Regions from separate parts of the Sus scrofa genome. Here region 2 is linked to region 1. A link is a contact called in public HiChIP or PLAC-seq data. All regions are on one chromosome and are shown on one strand. The core of a region is the stretch at or near the end of the contact, and the rest is flanking DNA. Distances in the headings are between cores, read along the strand shown. Region 1 holds the start of CAST (calpastatin). Region 2 holds the start of LNPEP (leucyl and cystinyl aminopeptidase).

What was found. HiChIP or PLAC-seq counts read pairs in DNA pulled down with a chosen protein or histone mark.
Region 2: an H3K27ac HiChIP or PLAC-seq map of alveolar macrophages shows a contact between it and region 1. The contact joins the promoter of LNPEP here to the promoter of CAST in region 1. A contact is called at or near these places in 1 of 47 Hi-C or Micro-C datasets (heart right ventricle) and 1 of 2 datasets of contacts at active chromatin or transcription factors (alveolar macrophages).

Annotation. Positions count from the first base shown.
Region 1 is chr2:103,254,388-103,259,811 of Sscrofa11.1, reverse strand. CAST (calpastatin) reads right to left here and starts at 3,159. Exons shown (of 31, transcript NM_214067.1): 1 at 3,130-3,159. The coding sequence starts at 3,159.
Region 2 is chr2:103,566,120-103,571,543 of Sscrofa11.1, reverse strand. LNPEP (leucyl and cystinyl aminopeptidase) reads right to left here and starts at 3,178. Exons shown (of 18, transcript NM_001105291.1): 1 at 2,563-3,178. The coding sequence starts at 2,581.

The DNA of each region.
Region 1 (5,424 bases), core at 1,910-4,409:
AGAATATAATTAACTTTCTGGGAAGCGTCAAAACTTATTAAAGAATAATATCATCAGATGTTATTCTTAATTTAAAAGTCTTCTCTGCAATGGGAAGCAAGCCAATTCAGAAACTGCCAAACAAAAGAGGAAAGTTATGTCTGACCTCCATTCTCCTTCCACCTTAAAGCGTATACCCCTCTCACGGAATCTACAATTCCTTACTCCTAAAAGTCACGGCAGCCAAGTGGTCTGTCCTGTCAGGGAAGGCTTGTGACACTCTTTCTGGGCTGGCCACAATGATGGAGCCTCCCAAATGACTGGGCTTCTTGATCACGCTGCCGCTGGACTAAGAAACACCTTTAATTAACATGGCCTAATAAAGTCAGCTTATGACTCAGCAGTGTGATTACTGTATGTCAGCCAACCAGATTTACTCTTCTTCATACTTCTTCATTGTGAAGCTCATCATATGCTCTTCAAATCTAGCTTTGTAAAGTTTTGTTTTAAAATTTTTACCAAAGCAACTTAATTCATCAAAAGATAAGATCAATATATTGATGGTATGCAGTGGGGGGAAATAGACATTGTAATGTTTTACTGACTGGCTTTACAGGTGGCAGTCCCTTAAACAAAACACATCATAGATACATCTTTTAATTATTTTATCATATTCTGCCTAATTTTTTTTTTTTTAATTTTCAGGGCCACACGCCCATAGCACATGGAAGTTCCCAGACTAAGGGTCAAATCAAAGCTGTAGCCACAGTCACAGCAATGTGGATCTGAGCCACGTTTGCAACCTACACTGCAGCTCACAGCAATGCCAGATCCTTAACCCACTCAGCGGGGCCAGGGATCGAACCTGTGTTCTCATGGATACTAGTCAGATTCGGTACCACTCAGCCACAATGGGAACTCCTTATTCTACCTAAATTTTGAAAGCTATGTCAATCACAATCTTTGTCAGTATTTAAAGGGTTCCAGTAAAGATATTTTAATTATAGGATTTACCAAAACTATTATATATATTATACATATATATATAAATACATACATCTTTTATATATTGTATTTTTGTATAAAATTTTTGTGTAAATAAATTGCATAAATCTTATATATAATAGTATATAAAAACATAAATATCATGTATGTGTGTGTGTTATAAATTGTCTCCATAGATCTTCAGCGGATTTATGGATGGGCTTTTATGTGTGTATGTGTGTACTTTGTTGTGGAAAAATGGTTCACAAATTTCATTTAATTCTAAAAATGTTCTCTGATCATGCCTTCATAGCCACCTAGCAAAACCAGTTAGAAACCCACGTCTAAAACTATACTGGTCAATACCCGATCTATTAGCCACTCATGCCTATTGCTCACTTGAAATACATCAAGTATGAATTGAGATGAGCTCTAAGTATAAAATACATGCTGGATTTTTAAGAATTAATATGACAAAGAAGATGTATAATATCTCAATGATTTGCACATTGATTGTTGAAATAACAATGGTTGGGAAATAGAGGGTTAAATAAAATGTTATTAGCATTTACTTCACCTGTTTCTTTTTGCTTTTGTTTATGTGACTACTAGAAAATTTAAAATTACATATATGGCTCACACTATATTTCTACTGGACAGCACTAGTTTGGGCAAAGTCAAAGCTTGATCATAGGCAGTTTGCTGATTCAGGAGGTTCCTACTAGCAAAAAAAAAAAAAAAAAAAAAAAAAAATTCTAATAGTTCCAGAATTATATTACAAGAGAAGTTTTTAGCTAAAATGTCAAACTATGCCTAAACATAACAAGGTTAAAAGCATAGATTTAAACAATCTTCATCCAGATATTCCAGCATAATTTCCTTTAAAGAATCATGAATTTGAAAGAAGACTGATGTCAGCCCTGAACCACTGCCATCCATATTTGCAGGTAATTCAAGTTGGGCATTTTTGATAAGAACCTTAGGACAATAATGACGCAAAGCAAACATTTGCTTTTAGAACATCAATAAGATGAAACATTTTAAAAACCCAGAAAGTGTAATGGGAAGCATTCATGAAGAAACATCTTAGGGGAAACAGGAATTCCCAATCATTAAAGGCATATAAGCATGGTAATTTGATTCATGAATCTACTCTTCACCAACTCTTATGTGGTACTTATTACCACCCCAATTTTATAGATGTGGAAACAGTTTCAAAAAGGTTGACCCATTGCCCTGTGAGAACAAGAATTCTGTCTGGTTTTCCACTGTGTACTTCAAGACTAGTACTGGGTCTGGCATACATTAGATACTCAGTGAACACCCATTGGCTGAAAAGGGACAGTTTACAGATTCCAACACAAGATTTCTCTCTAAAGAGTATCTGATAACAACATCCTAGCACATGCTGAGAGGACTCATTTTAAATTTTTCACCATATATCAATGGGATATAACTATTTTTATTCTGTTTACAAAACTTTTGTGTATTTTTTGGGGGGGGGGCATTGTAACATTAAGTCACACTTCCTGATTCAAAGCCTTACAAGCACCAGCTTGACTGGCTATCACACCTAATTGTCTGGAAAGGCATTCAATGCATTAAACAAATGAAACATCTAGGTCCCTCATCCAAAGTAATAAAACACAGAGCAGAGGCTGCTCTCTCATTCTAAACATCGGTCTTGATGTCAGTTTCTTCTGCTCCTTGGAGTTTTGGATTTTCTACTTGCCCTCATTCCAGCTGCCTCTCCTCCTTTGCAGTGGAGAATGTACGTCCAACAAGCCTCTAAAAGTTTTGAGCTTTACTTATGCCTTAAAAACAAACACTAAATCTGAGCTCTCTTGAGTCCAGTAGGAGTTCATTCAGGAATCCGTGTCCAAGGGCTGAATTCCTCCAGCAACAATTCCTGTTCCATTCAACTTGGGAGCGTGAGCACAGCCTGGTGCTTTTGCTCACACCAACGACTTGCACGTCTGAGCTAGCTTGCACATACCACAGCAGGGTGCGTCTCACCCTCTCCAGGAGCCTAACCTGAAGGTCTGAGAGGAGGTCACAACTGGTCCCCACCCCTTCCTCACCAAACCCTGGACAATAAACTGGCCTGCACGCCCAGAAAGCACATTCCCTTCCCGGTCCTGCCCAGGCACGATCACTCCTATTTACCGTCTTGTACCACCAGCTTGCGAATGCCATGGCGACAACCAATTTGCTCTGAGTCGCGCAGAGTAGAACCCGGAGAGGACGCGAGAACACGGGATGCAGCGCAGAAGGGGTTTGGCTCACACTCCTCCAGCCCTGGACCTGGTTGGTCCTGAGTTCTGTAAGCCCCACTGCTGCCAGGGAGGAAGGCATCTGGGCGGGGCCGAGGTAGGGCCCCACCCCCACTGGGTTGAGCCGGCCCCGCCCCGCCCCGCCCCACCCCGATTTGGCTCTAGGCCGGTTAGGGAAGAAGTGTTATTTCTCCAGGCAGCCACGCCCTGCAGTCCTGACTTTTATCACTTTACGAAAAAGACCCCCACTCTCTGGGGGTCCAGATGAACTTTATTCCCCTTTTATCCTCATCTGCTTTTTACCCCAGTCTCAGCAACCAACTTTTCCCCAAGTGGGCCACCTTCAATCTGGTTTATGCCACGCCCTATGCGCTTGGCCGAGGCCCGGCAACCCCTGGCCACCTCCAACCACCTGCCCAGAGGCTGGTACAGAGTCTCGCATCCTTCTCCGGCCCAGGAGGGGGCCCATGGGGCATCTGGCCCTGGCAGGCTACCCCAAAGGAAGTAGCGCATGGCTCCGGGGGCCTGGGGCCGAGGTCCTCCCAGCGCCCAGCCCTGTGGCTCTGGCAGGAGTGCCACTCACCTCCTGGGTGTGGCGGGCCGCAGCAGCTCGCCGGGGACGTGGGGAGGCTGCGGGCTTCTGGCCCGGCTGGGACATGGTAAGGCCTTGGAGAGCGCTGCCTCCGGGAGGGCACAGCGGAGACTGGAAGGGAGAGGGAGGCCCGGGGCGGGAACGCTAGGAGGGAGGGAGGGAGCGGAGGGCCCAGCGGGCGCGCCCGTGAGGCAGCTTTTCCGACCCAGCCCCGAACCCTGCGTGGGGGCTCCCCCTCTCCTGGCTGGGCCCTCCCCTTCCTGCCAGCCACTGGCTGAGCCTGGGCTGCAGCGGCCCAGGGCTCCCGCCCGCAGCTTAACACTCTCAGCCTGTACCTCTACCCAGTGTTGCCCCCTCTCCCCAACACCCCAGGTCGGCTGAGATCCCCAAGAAAGGAGGAGCTGGAGGTCTCGGGGTTCCTCCTTCGACTTGCCCAGACTTGGCTTAAGATTGTGCAATGTGAGAGCGGGACCGGGCGTGGCCTGTCTATGCCTCCAACCTCCTGCCTAAGAATCTCAAGAATTAGACACCTTTTCTGCTATAGGAGAAGAATTTACCAACTGAAGTATGGCCCAAGCCTGGACCTTCTGGATCAAAAAGCATATTACAAAAACAAACTGGTGCGTGTGTGTGTGATTTAACTTGGCAGGGGTGTGTGTGTGTGTGTGTGTGTGTGTGTGTGTGTGTGCAGTTTTGAAAGTTTAATGATGTTTTACAGGGAGGAAGCTGTAGGTTCTAAACCAAAATAAAGAACATTCCCAAACTTAACCCCCTATACTGCCTTTTTCTGGAGGCTGGCAAATTTTGTTTCTGATGCTAGGTTACTTTTGTCTTAGGCTCATCTTAAACAGCACTTCCTGGTTTGGGGCGGTGAAATGCAAGAAGCCTGAAGTGAAATGCAGTAAGCCTGACCAAAAAAACGCTCATCTGCTGAGACTTTCTGCCTGAGGTTGCTGCTGGTTTGTGACCAGATGTGACAGAAGAAAACCTCTAATGGCATTGCCAGTTTGGGCCTCAGGGTCACAGCTTTCTGCCTAGTTGTTTTAGACAGTTGGATAGAGAGTGGGCAGATTTTAAGGAAAGGTTTGTCATGCTATGTGGAACTTGGCAGAAGGGAATTCTTGTTTCCTTCTTCTTTCTCATTTTTAGGGATTTTGACTTCCTTTTATTCAAAGGACAGGCTAGGCTCATTCTCTCTCTCTCTCTTTTTTTTTTTTTTTCTTCTTTGTCTTTTATTTCTTTAGGGCCACACCTGCAGCATATGGAAGTTCCCAGACTAGGGGCAGAATTGGAGCTACAGTTGATAGCCACTGCCACAGCCACAGCAAGAGCGCATCCAGGCCACATCTGCAACCTACACCACAGCTCACAGCAATGCCAGATCCTTCACCCACTGATCAAGGCCAGGGATTGAACCCGAGTCCTCAGGAATACTAGCCAGTTTAGTTACCGCTGAGCCAAGACTGAACTCCTAGGCTCATTCTTAATGGGGAGTACATGGAGGAGTGATTTAATATACAGTTCCTTTAAAAGGGTTCCCCACTTACTATCTATGTATCTGGTATTTCCCCAAAAAAGGTGGTAAGGCAGGAATTT
Region 2 (5,424 bases), core at 1,929-4,428, 310 kb before region 1:
ATCAAATACATTCATTATTATATTAGCAGGCAGAGAGCAGGATTCCCCTCCACCCCCAAAATGAGCCATACCAGCAGCAAGTTTTGACAGAAAACATGAACAGTAGAAAAAGCCTTACTGAACTAGATGGGTATTGAAAACCAAAAGGACAAAACAAAAACTACGTTTGCCCCCTTTTAGATGGTGAAATTATTGACAATATTTTAACAGAAAGATATGTGGTCCCAAATTACTGACTTTTTGTTGTTGTTAAGCTCTCACATCTCCCTCCATACACAGAGCTATAGGAGAAAGTGTAAGTGGTAAAGATTTTATTAAAAGGTAATAAATGTGCAGCAAAAGCCCACACCAAACTTAATGAATCCTGTAATCATAAACTCTATGAGTAATGAAATACTCTGCACCAGAACACCCAGGCCTACAGGAGAACTAGACATACATGTTCACATACTCAAAAGGATTAAGTACAAAGATAAATGTACTTTCCACTATACCATGTACTGATTGAAGACACTAAAGAATTCTACAACTATCCTTCAAAAGTTCTGGAATAAATAGAGTCTATTTTAAACCTGAAAAGCACCTCGAATTTCTAGGACCTCATTTCTTGTTGACTTTAAATGCTGTAGTTTCTATTCTGCTTGTTAAAGGCTGCTAGATAAGGCTCCAAGGAGTGATTAACATATTAACTAAAATAATACATTGCTAAACTGTCTCCAGCACAGACTCTGAAAATCCAGAAGATAGATAGGAAAGGATTAGAAATCCAATTTCCGACCTGAAAGTTGAAGCACTGCTTCTTTTTTGTTCTCCTCTCTGGGACTTTTCCACTGCCCTTCCAAATGTGACAATTTGCAAATATTCATATCAAGAGCAGCATATGCCAAGGAGAAAAGGCCCCAGTTTTAAGACTTGAGAATGTACTTTAATTCTGTGGGCACAGGTTCACCAAATCAGCTGGCAATAATCTTGACCAAATGGGTGACTCAGCCTTGTTGTGGGGAATGTTTTGTTTTGTTTTAATTTAAAGGCAACTTCACATTTAAAATCCTGCAAACAGGGAAGCTCCAAGCGTTCTACCTCAAACAAAGAAAAAAGCCTTGGAATACTCATCGGAAAGGATTTAAGGATTTGTATTAGAAATGTTCTACACCAAAGTACCAGATGGTCTCCAGGGTTCCTTTCAGCTCAAATCTCCCTTATTTTTCTTAGTAACTGTACTAGACTACTCTTGGAGCCCTAGTAATTACAAATAGAACCTGAATGAGAAAGAAAATTCAGAATTAATGTTATCATCATTAAGCCTAATTAAATAGTACAGACAGGAAGATGGCAGTAGAATAAAGCATTCTGAATTATGGACAGGGAGAATATAATGAGTGGTTCCCAGGCCCATGAATGAAACACAGCAAACAGCAAAGTCTGGATAGGGTCTGATACAAAGTGCACGTCTCTGACTCATGGATGGCAACTGACCCACTCAAACAGGGGTTCACTTTGCCATCCATTAATGCGACAAACCATCTACCATTAAGTAATCAACCACCCGCAGGAAAGTGAAAGGTCAACTAGAAAGTGAATCTTCTAATATTGGTGTGAGTCCTCCCTTACTGGCTGTTTCACTACTTTCTGTCCCCAAAGGGATTCCAAATACTGAAAGCTGCAAAACTGTAAGACATCTCACTTCTACATTGTGACTCCCGCACTTCTGGTCCAAACAGAAGCCATCGTTTTAAGCAGGGTGGGATTTATTCCCTCCTTTCAGTAAAGGGCTGTGGCTGTTTGCAGGGCATCCTGCAGGCTCCTGCTTTGACTCTGGCCTCAAGTCACATTGTGATATCATTGTGACGGACCCTTGATATTTAATGAGTCTTCAACTGAAAAACTGGTTATCGGAAGCCAGGGAAAGGAAGCTTGAACGCTCTGCGTAGTGCCTCCGCATCAGACTGGAGGGTGGCAATGCGGGGAGGAACCTCCTGGGAACACAGCAGGGGTGATCAAGCCTTTCTGCAAGTTTCTCCTCCTTCCACTAAATTAACCTGCTAAGCCCCCACCCCCACCCCGTCCTATTAGGAAAAGTCACGCCGGCAACTCGCTGAAGGACAGGGGGATAGCTCCCGCCGCACCACCGAAGTTGTCTTTGGTAAGGGCCGCGGCTTAACTCTTCCTGCCCAAAAGCTGTGGCCAACACCCCCTTCTCCCGGGCAAACGCAGCTGCCAACTTTCCCGTTGCCCCCTGATCTGCGCAAAACAGCCTAAACTTTGCTGTTCGCCCACCTGGGCGCGCAGCAGAGCGTACGGTCGGGCCACACCGACGACGCCCCCACCCTGGGCAAGCGATGGCACTGACCTTCACACCACTCCCCAACTCCGCGACACCGGCCGCCTCCCGCCCCCTCCCCCGAGCCTCGAACTGCTTTCCCCGTCCCTCTCCACTGCCCCTAAGCCCTCACGGGAAACCCGCGGTCGGTGCGACTGCAGCTCGACCTCGCGTGTCACACTGCCCACGACCCTCTTGCCCCAGAGAGCGTCTGACCCCGGGTCCTCCGGCCGCCCACTCACCATTGGTGAAGGGCTCCATCTTCCCCCGGCCGCAGCTCCTTACAGCAGGAGCGTCCAAGCTTCCTACTCCGAACGCTGAAGCGGCCCTACCAACTGAGCATGCCCAGCGCAGCGCCGAGGTCTGTCGGGGAGGTGCCGCGAACAGCGGCGCCGCTCCGCTCGCTCGAAAATCCACAGCTCCGTGTTTTAGCGACAGCTGCAGAGAGCGAGGGAAACTAGAGGAAAAAGCACTGCACAGGCCCCAGCGGATTCCAGGGAGTGAAGAGGAGGGAGAGGGTTAGATCTGGGGGCGGGCCGGGGGGGGCGTGACCGGAACAAGCCCCGCCCCTGACAGAAAAGGCCAGCAACTCGGTCTGTTTCAGTGCCCAGAACAGCGGTCAGTCATTAAGCAAATGTGATAGCCTATAACGTCCCGGCCAGGCCCGGCCCGGCCTTAGGAGCCGGGAACCCAGCTCCGCGCTGGTAAAACACAGTCATTGCCTCCGTCGAGGAGACATTCCAGAGACAGATAATAAACAAACACAAGACACACGAGATTGATATAAATGCCCAGCTCAGCATTAAATCTAGGTGATGTGACGGAGATTGAGTGGGTCGCTAATTCGGATGCTTGTTGAGGAGAGGCCTGGAAGGTGCCACTGTAGCCAAGATCTGAAGGCAAAGCAGGATCTATGGACGAAGGTCGCTCCCGGACTGCGAAGCTTCGGTTTCCCTGGGGAGTGTGGCCCCGGGGAGCTCACTCTGCTAAGGCTTGAGGGAGCAGGCACTGTGGGTCGTCTTGGCAGGGCTGCTGGCTCACATCACAGAGGTCCCATGCTCTCGGTGGCCTGACTGAAGTGGGGGAAGACCCCCAAGGAGTCTGGGCGGCTAGCGGATCGGGGCGCGGCATCTACAGGCAGGCGGATCACAAAACCTGGCACTGGATCAGACCGGGGCCGCGGGAGCCGCAGGATGTGGGCTGAAGGCCTGCCCCGCCAGCCTTAAATCAACACCTGCGGCTCCCCGGGGTGCAGCCGCTGCTGCAGGTGGCCAGGCCAGCAGAGCTAGGCCGGAGAAAGCGAAACTCTCTTTGTCGCCCCCGCCCTCCAGCACTGGAGCCCTCAACTCCAGTCTCCAGCCCCCATAGTTTCCAGTGTCAAAGCCGGGCGACCCGGCGAACCATTGAAATGAAATAACCAGGGGCCTGGGGAGCCCGGGTGATGCTCTTCCAGGCCTCACTTCATCATCCCTTGCTCTCTGTGCGGATCGCCGCTATGCTGCGGAGTTCGGGGCGCGCTGCATCGCCTCCTGCCCCTCATCGCTCTTCTGTCCTCCCCAAACGCAGCCTTGGCCTCAGCAGCAACTTGGCTCCCGCTGTGCCTCACTGCGCCTGCCAACTGTCACACGCTTCTCTGAGGCTGTCAACAGCAGGGCGTCCGGTGCAAACAAGCCCGTGGCAAGCGCAAACAGCCTGGGCAAACAGGGCTGGCAGTACTGTTTGTTGTTTGACCTGCGTGGGAAATTGAAATTAGGTTTCAAAGAAGTAAAATCCAAGTAAAATATTGTATTTTGCAATATTGTATTCTTAAATGTCTGTTGAATTAAATCACCCACTTGCGCTTTAAAATCTCCAGTGGCTACCAATCACACTTAGGATAAAAGCGAAACTCTTTCCCTAACTCTAGGACTTTATCTCCTACACGTGCTTACTATGCTTTGTCCACAGAGGCTTTCTGGCTGTTCCTTAAAGTCGCCAATTTACATTAAACCATTCCAACTGCATGGTCCTCATGGAAGAACTGTTCCTTCTGCATGGTACTTCGACTGCTGGTTCCTTCTTGTATTTTAAGTCTCATCTCAAAGGGCTTCTCTGAGAAGAGCTCTTTCCTGGCCACACAATGGAAAATAGGTGCAAACATGGTCTATTCTATAAAGACTGGGTTCTGCTTTATTGTAGTCACAGCACTTAAGGCTCTCAACGTTTTGTTTGTTCTTACATTACTATGAATCTTCCTCTCAAGAATGCAAGGCAGGGTCATTACCTTTATAAAGGGCTGTATCCTAATCCCTAGATAGATACGCAATAAATAATTTGTGAATGGATGCAGTGGTATTTAGAGTTCTAGTTCACTTGCAATGTTTAAAACCGCCTTCCAGAGAACATTTCTATATTGAGTGGTGCCTTTGTGATCAGTGCAGAGAAGGTGTCTGTATCATATGATACCTCCAAGCTGTTCTTTTCCCATTGTGTTAAAGATAATCAGAGCCCTTAGGCTACCTCCTCAAACCTCCCACCCCCAACAGAACCAAAAATAGGAAGTGAACCACAGGGGTTGGTACATAAGTGGTCAGATATGATATAATATAGGCAATGCTGGATTTTGTCAAAAGGATCCCACACATTGCATTGCCTAGATAGGAGGCTCTTACCTATATTTTAGGTCATGTCTTTTCCCTTTGGAGTTATTTTCCTAGTCAAAGCACTTAGTATCAGAGATATTTAAAACTCCACAGCTTGTTAAATTCCCTCTTTTCACCTCACCTGTAAGCTAGTCTATCATGCTTTTAAGTGTGAAACAGGTTATTTGTGTTCGATCTTAAATACTTCAATTTTGCAGAGACTAGTAAAAATGTTTCACCATTGCACTAGCAAATACAGGAGGATCATTATGTCTTTTTAGATTTCTTTGACGTAGAGACAAATAACTATCCTCTCTTTGCCAACCTCTTGCCTCTCACCCCTCCCATTTCTACACAGTCACGCAAATATGCAAAGGACCATTTAAAGGCTTGTGGGTTTGTATTGAATGTAAAAAAAAAAAAAAAAAAAAGTAAACAAAATCAGAATGTTTCAGAATCCTAACTACCTTCAAAAGAATAAAA